Linked DNA regions of Sus scrofa: region 1 is linked to region 2. Evidence: chromatin contacts called from public Hi-C data. All regions are on one chromosome and are shown on one strand. The core of a region is the stretch at or near the end of the contact, and the rest is flanking DNA. Distances in the headings are between cores, read along the strand shown. Region 1 holds the start of SARDH (sarcosine dehydrogenase). Region 2 overlaps SARDH (sarcosine dehydrogenase).

Evidence for each region. A called contact is a pair of places that touch in the nucleus more often than the background predicts.
Region 1: a contact with region 2 is called in a Hi-C map of liver, with 6 times the contacts expected there. The contact joins the promoter of SARDH here to the enhancer-like site in region 2. A contact is called at or near these places in 1 of 5 promoter capture datasets (liver) and 7 of 47 Hi-C or Micro-C datasets (adipocytes, embryonic fibroblasts, epiblast stem cells and 2 more).

Annotation. Positions count from the first base shown.
Region 1 is chr1:273,292,809-273,296,156 of Sscrofa11.1, reverse strand. SARDH (sarcosine dehydrogenase) reads left to right here and starts at 1,536. Exons shown (of 21, transcript NM_001253922.1): 1 at 1,536-1,607; 2 at 2,784-3,127. The coding sequence starts at 2,797.
Region 2 is chr1:273,247,535-273,250,836 of Sscrofa11.1, reverse strand. SARDH (sarcosine dehydrogenase) reads left to right here. Exons shown (of 21, transcript NM_001253922.1): 17 at 135-228. Among named protein-coding and RNA genes, the nearest start is that of DBH, 45 kb to the right of the region's middle. Within about 2 kb of position 1,781, at least 19 of the 83 cell types and tissues checked have an H3K27ac peak or open chromatin away from gene starts, as enhancers often do. A contact at or near this core is called in liver, where this site is marked.

The sequences.
Region 1 (3,348 bases), core at 287-2,786, 46 kb before region 2:
CAGACCCAGAAGCAGACAGCAGGCTTCTGGTCCAACTCCCCAGTAGCTTGCTGTGTGACCCGAGGCCAGCGGGCTCCCTTCTCTGGGCCCTGGGGCCCCCGACAGTCAAATGGAGGCAGGTGTCCCTGCCCTGGGAGGCTGGGAAGGTCAGAGGCTCACAGACGTCCCGCCAGGGTCACAAGGATCTGGGAGCTCAGGAGGGCAGGGTGCAGGGGTACAGACAGGTTAGGGGCAGTGAGAGCAACCCAGAGGCCCAGACCTGCCTCCCAGGGCAGCCAGAGCCCCTTCCCTGGACGGGTGTTGGGCAGGGGCGGAGTTGGGGTGGGGGCGCCCGTAGCCGAGGCTGGTCCATCCCACGGCCCTGGATCACCCCTGCAAGGAGCCTGGCCCTGGCACCACGCTGCTGCTTGCCCAGCACTTCCTGCCCACCTGCTGTGCTAAGTGCCTGTCTGGCCTGGGGAGCATGGCAGGCACTGTTCACCTGCAGTGACCCTGTAACCCCATTCTAGAGATGAAGAGGTGGGGTCACCTATCCTGTCACCAGGCTTAATAAGGTCTCAGGGTTTGCAGCCCTGCTCTGCTGCCCTCAGAAGGACCTGCTTGGGAGTTCCCGTCGTGGCGCAGTGGTTAACGAATCCGACTAGGAACCATGAGGTTGCGGGTTCGGTCCCTGCCCTTGCTCAGCGGGTTAACAATCCGGCGTTGCCGTGAGCTGTGGTGTAGGTTGCAGACGCGTCTCGGATCCCGCGTTGCTGTGGCTCTGGCGTAGGCCAGCGGCTACAGCTCCGATTCAACCCCTAGCCTGGGAACCTCCATATGCTGCGGGAGCGGCCCAAAGAAATAGCAAAAGGACAAAAAAAAAAAAAAAAAAAAAAAAAAAAGAAAGAAAAGAAGGACCTGCTTGGCTGCCTCCCTGGCCTGCCAGGCGGTAGGCGGGACAGGGGCTGGCAGCTCGGCCAGGGGCGGCGGGGGTAGGAGTGGGGGAGGGGAGGGTTCCTGCTGGGAAGGAAGGAGGAGACAGCGCTGGCAGGCTGCTTGGGCCCAGGAGTGCTGTTGCGGCTGCAGGTACACCCTTCGGAGCAGGGCCGGGACCTTCCCTGGGCTGGGGTTGGGACAGGCCAGGAGCTGGCGGGGACTTCTGCCTCGGGCTGGGTGGGCCCAACTTGTGAGGCCCTCTGTGGGAGGTGCCTTGGCCTGGGCACCTTCCACCCCCACCCCGTCCCCACCCTAAACAGCTCGAGGCCCCACCCCGTGCGTCTGACCCAAACCTTGGTAATGAGCGGCCAGCCTGCTGACTCGGGGGTGGGGGAGGGTGAAGGAGAGCAGGTTGATGTGGCAGCAGGTCTCCTGGCCTGACGGAGGGCACTGGGCAGCCCCCATGCCAGCCCCCATCCCCAGCTCAGGGCAGGGCGGGGGTGGGGGTGGAGGGCAGGGGGGCGGGGAATGCCGGGGCCAGCAGAGCAGTGGGAGGGAACCAGGAGGCTGGGCCAGGGGCGGGTTCCAGCCTTGGGCAGAGTCTCGCCTGCGCAAGCACATGAGCCCGACTTTCTGCCAGCAGAACAGCGCTCTCGGGGCTCTGGAAGACTGAGGCGCCCCAACGGCGAAAGGTGAGTGCAGGCGCGGGCCAGGGGTGCACAGGGGTGCTCAGGGCACCTCTGCCGTCGAAAGGCAGATGGGCTGTCAGAAGTGACACAGGGACTGGGCTGCCTGCCCCAGCCTCCAAGCCCCCGGCCCTGAAGCCTCTGAAATCACCTCTCCCTGCCCCCACCCCCTGGCAGGGGAGGGTCCCCACTGTGACCTGCAGGAGGGGCGGCACTCCCTGGGGAGGGTGGGAAAGGGTGTGGCAGTGGGTCCCTCCCCCAGACCAGGCCCCGTGACATCTGTGGACCGAGGGGTCAGAAGCGGGCAGGAGGGCCTGCTGCCTCGGCCACACGGTGGCCCTGTGACCTTGGTCACCTGGGGGCGCCTCCTTGGGCCTCAGTCTCCCCCCTCCGTGAAATGGGGACAATATAGCCACCTTGACTTCAGAGCAGAGGGAACCCGCCTGCCGTGTGGCACGGAAATGGAGGAGGACTTTCCTGGTTAATTGGCTGATTGATGCCAAGCTCGGCTGTGAACGCAGCTGCACCACCTGCATCAGTTCCCCCACTGCAGCCAAACCTTACTTTTCCTGCTGACCCCCCACATGGGCCCAGGAGCCTCTCCGAGGTGTCCTTCCCCTGTCCCAGTCTTCTTGTAATTGTGAGGTTTGGGTTGGGTAAGTCTGGAGGGCTTCCTGGAGGAGGAGGGATGCGCAGTGAGCCCTGCAGGCTGCTGGGAGGTCACTGAGGAGGAGGGAGGCTGGTTACCCATCCCCTGAGCCCCGACTTGGATTCTGAGATGGCCCGAGGGAGCCGGAGGCCCAGACCCCCTGCCTCTCTCACCTTCTGTCTTGGGTCCCAAAGGGCTCTGGGGCCAACGAGGCAGAGGTAACTTCTGTCTGGGAGTTTTCCCAGAGGGCGTGTTGGATACACCAGAAGGCTGGTTGTCCCCGCCTCAGAGCTCCCGCCACCTGCCCTGCGACCCCGCCCCTGCCGTGTACACACCCCGCCCCCTCCTGGTCCTCACTGTGGTCTCCAGGGTCCTGGCCAGAGTCTGGGGCGTGTGAGGCCCTCGGTGCCCATGGGCTGGACACGTGCTGTAGGAGGCAGGGGACAGAGGACAGCATGGGGGCACTGTGCCCTGGGCTCCTACTTGACAGAGCACCCACTGTGGCCCTCTGCGGCCGACTCTTTCCCCAGCAGGAGCCGAGTCCCCATGGCTTCTCTGAGCCGAGCCCTGCGTCTGGCCGCCACCTGTCCTCACCGGAACCCTGCCCAGGGCCTGGGGCCACGTCCCCGGACTGGCGGGACCGGCCCCACCACCGAGAAGAGCGTGCCGTACCAGCGGACCCTGAAAGAGGCTCAGCAGCCCTCAGCGGAGGCCCAGGGCCTGAGCCAGCCCCTGCCCCGCGCGGCCAGCGTGGTGGTCATCGGCGGGGGCAGCTTGGGCTGCCAGACCCTCTACCACCTGGCCAAGCTGGGCGTGAGCGGGGCGCTGCTGCTCGAGCGGGAGCGGCTGACCTCCGGCACCACCTGGCACACGGCAGGTAGGGGCCCAGGTGCAGGCGGGGGCAGAGGGTCTGGACTCGGGCAGGTGCCAGCTCTGGGCTGACAACCGGAGGCCACTGAGCTAGAGGGGAAGGACATGGAGAAGATGCGGGGTCCTCTGAAGGTGGACAGACGGGGCCGTTCCTGCCACCACGCCCCACCCTGCCCCGTCTCTGAGGAGCTGTGATGGGAGGAGGGAGCTGATGTGGCCTGTGGGACC
Region 2 (3,302 bases), core at 532-3,031:
AGTCTGCCCTGTGAGATCAGGGCCTCATCCTGATCACTGCTGTATCCCCAGCACCTCCCCAGCCCAGGGCACACACCCAGGCATGCTGGGCAAGTGTTTGTTGACTGACTGATCGACCTCATTCTCACTCACAGCCGGGCCATTCTCCAGGAAGTGCTTGATGCAGACCTGAGCAACGAGGCCTTCCCGTTCTCCACCCACAAGCTGGTGAGAGCTGCCGGGCACCTGGTAGGTACCTGTTGGCCACTATCCCCCGGCTGTGGGCAGTAGCAGCGGGCTGCAAGGGAACAAACCCAGGGCTGGAGCTTAGGACTCATGTGCCCTTGAGCAAGTCTGTTGACCTCCCTGGGCTTCGGTTCCCTACTGTAAAGTGGGGACCAGGTCGTTCTGCCCGCGGGCTGTTAGGGCCCCAGAGGAGGGACGGGGGTCAAAGTCAGGCATTTCTGTGCCCCGCTCGGTGCTTGCACGTGCTGGGGTGGCCCGGACCCACACTTCAGCCTGGCCACCTGTACGGCCGCCCAGTGTCCCCTCCTCAGAGGCGCAGGGCCCACTCTCCCAGATCAGGGCATTTCCTGCCCTCCTTGGAGATGGCAGGGCTGGGGACGGCGGAGCAGTGCCCCCACTCCAGCAGGCCTGCGTGTCCTTGGAGTGTGTTCTCCCTCCCCCGCCCCTGGCATTGTGGGAGCGGGGAGGGGCTGCTGGGGGTGCACCACCTGGCCCCGAGGAGCACCCCCTGCCTGTCCCTCAGTTCCAGAAAGCCCTTGTCCCAGGACCGGAAGCTTCTGAGACTGTGGATGGCATCAGGGCTCCAGCCGACCTGCAGTCGCCGCACCCTGGGGCTGGGGTCCCCGCCCAGCTCTGTCGGCACATCTTGCTTCTGGGCCTTGGGCTTGTTTTTGGAAAATAAGCCTCAAAATCTCCCTCCTGCCCCCCAGCTTCCCAAGGCCAAGGTGAGGAGCGGGCAGTAAAGGGAACAGCCAGGGCTGCGAGGGAGCAGGCGCTGCTCTAAGCCCATGACGCCCGCGTTCGCCCACTCAGTCCTCAGCAGCGTGGAAGGTTCTGCCACGGGGCTTCTCAGCCTTGGCACCGCTGACCTTCTGGAGCAGATCTGTGTCGGGGGCCTGGGCCTTGCAGGGTGTGGACTGGCACCCTGGCCGGCACCCCCTCGATGCCAGGAGCACCCCCAGGTGTGACAACCCAAAGCGTGTCCAGCTGTGACCATGGGTCCCTAGGGCAGAACCGCCGTGGGGTTGGGGGTGGGGACACTGCTCTGAGATCTCCCCGCGAGCAGGTGTGCAGTCACCGCCAGGCCCTGCAAGAGCTCCTGACGGAGCAAGCGTTAACCCCAGGATGCATGTTTCCTGAACTGAGGCTCGGAGGGCTTGGGGGGCTGGTGAAACCCACAAAGCGCGTGAATATGTGTCAGTGAACCGGCTGGGGCCGTAAGCGGGCCGGGCGGGGGTGGGGGGTCAGAAGGCCCGACGCGGGGCATCTCCCCCTTAGGTTTGCGGGGGGACATGCTAAGGGACGTTAGTGGGGGACGCGACCCTGGCCCGCAGAGGGGCTGGAGGTCGGAGGAGTCTGGGCCCTGTTAGCAAGTAAACAGCCTCTCCATGACTTCAGAGAGGATCCTGCCAGAAGGAACCCGATAAAGACGGCTCTGCAGGCAGAGGAGTGCCGGCCGGCTCTGCTCTGTCTCTGCTCCCTGGAGGCCACGCTGGGGGCAGGAAGCTGGGGCTGTCTCTGTCTAGCTTGCTTCCTGCCTCCGTGATGCAGAGCGGCCTGGCGGGACCAGAGAGGGTGTGCGTTTTGAGGGAGCGAGGCACAGCTCCTCCCCAGGCCACGGTGGCCTCAGGGCAGCCCCGCCTGCAGCTCAGGCCCTCTGGGCCCCCGTGGGGTCTGAGCCGCAGCCTGTCTGGGGCTGGGTTCTGACTTGCAAAGTGGGTGGGGGAGCTGGGGGGCTTGGCGCTGGCTCAGCCTGGGTGTGGTTCAGGGCTTCGTGTGGGAGGGGACCAGGTGGGAGCCCCTTCCTCCCAGCCCGGGGCCCCTCCAGCCAGGCCCCTGGGACTTGTCCTTGGACTCGGACCCTGGCTGCCTCCCCAGGCCTGGCCCTCGGCTGTCTGGCTGCACTTTGGCCTCCGGGGCCCAGGGGCCAGGCTGGGCCAGGGCTGGGGCTGCTGGAAACCCAGGCCAGACTCCAGGGTGAACCCCTGTCCGGGGTAACAGCCCAAGGTGGGGGCCGTGGGATGTCGGGGCCGGAGGAATGGGGAGAGGGTGCGTCTCACCACCTGCCCCGGAGCTGGCTGCTGCTTCTGTCCAAAGCACTTTATTGCTCTGTGGGTGAAGGCTCGTTACTCCGTTGCCAGGCACCGCCCGTGGGCAGAGTGCAGGGCCTGGGGGCAGACCTCAATGCTGGCTCCGCCCCTTTGGCCATGACCCTTGACCTCTGGGAGCCTTCCCTTTCTCTCCCTGCCCATGGAGTCTGGCTAAGGAGGTGGCGGCATCAGAGTTTCACTGTAAATATTGGGAATGCTCGTCAAATCAGAACAAGCAAACAAAATCCATCTCTTCTTCTTCTTTTTTTTTTTTGTCTTTTTGTCTTTTTATCTTTTCTAGGGCCGCTCCTGCGGCACATGGAGGTTCCCAGGCTAGGGGTCTAATCGGAGCTGTAGCTGTCGGCCTACACTAGAGCCACAGCCACGCGGGATCTGAGCCGTGTCTGCAACCTACACCACAGCTCACGGCAACGCCCCATCCTTAACCCACGGAGCAAGGGCAGGGACCGAACCTGCGACCTCATGGTTCCTGGTCGGATTCGTTAACCACTGCGCCACGACGGGAACTCCACAAAAGCCCTCTCTTGCACCGGCGAGAGAGCCGAGGCTAGTGGTGTATTTTCTTCCATCTCCTCTCCCTCATCTTTGCCTATAAATGTGCAAACAGAGGCGGGTTCGTGCCCTGCACACGGCCTGTGCGCTCGGCTTTACTGCCTTAGACGCTGTGATGCTGCTTTTCTTGTCCTGTGAAATGCTGTCTGAGAGCCCCCGCGAGCGCCCATGTCATCCTAAGTCCGTCAGCAGCACCTCCGTAAGCAGGACATTTGTGGGGCCATGTCTGTGATGAGCAAGGGGTATCCTTGGCGGTGGCCCTTTAATGACTGTGACTGTTGACCTATGACCCCTTTCAGGGGGTCCCAGGTACACCCTCCCAGCCTTCCGGGCCGTCCAGCCGTCATTGGGCATTTCCTGTGTCCTCCTGGAGCCCAGTGCTGTCCTAGGCCTTTGGGGGTGTGGGGAAGGCAG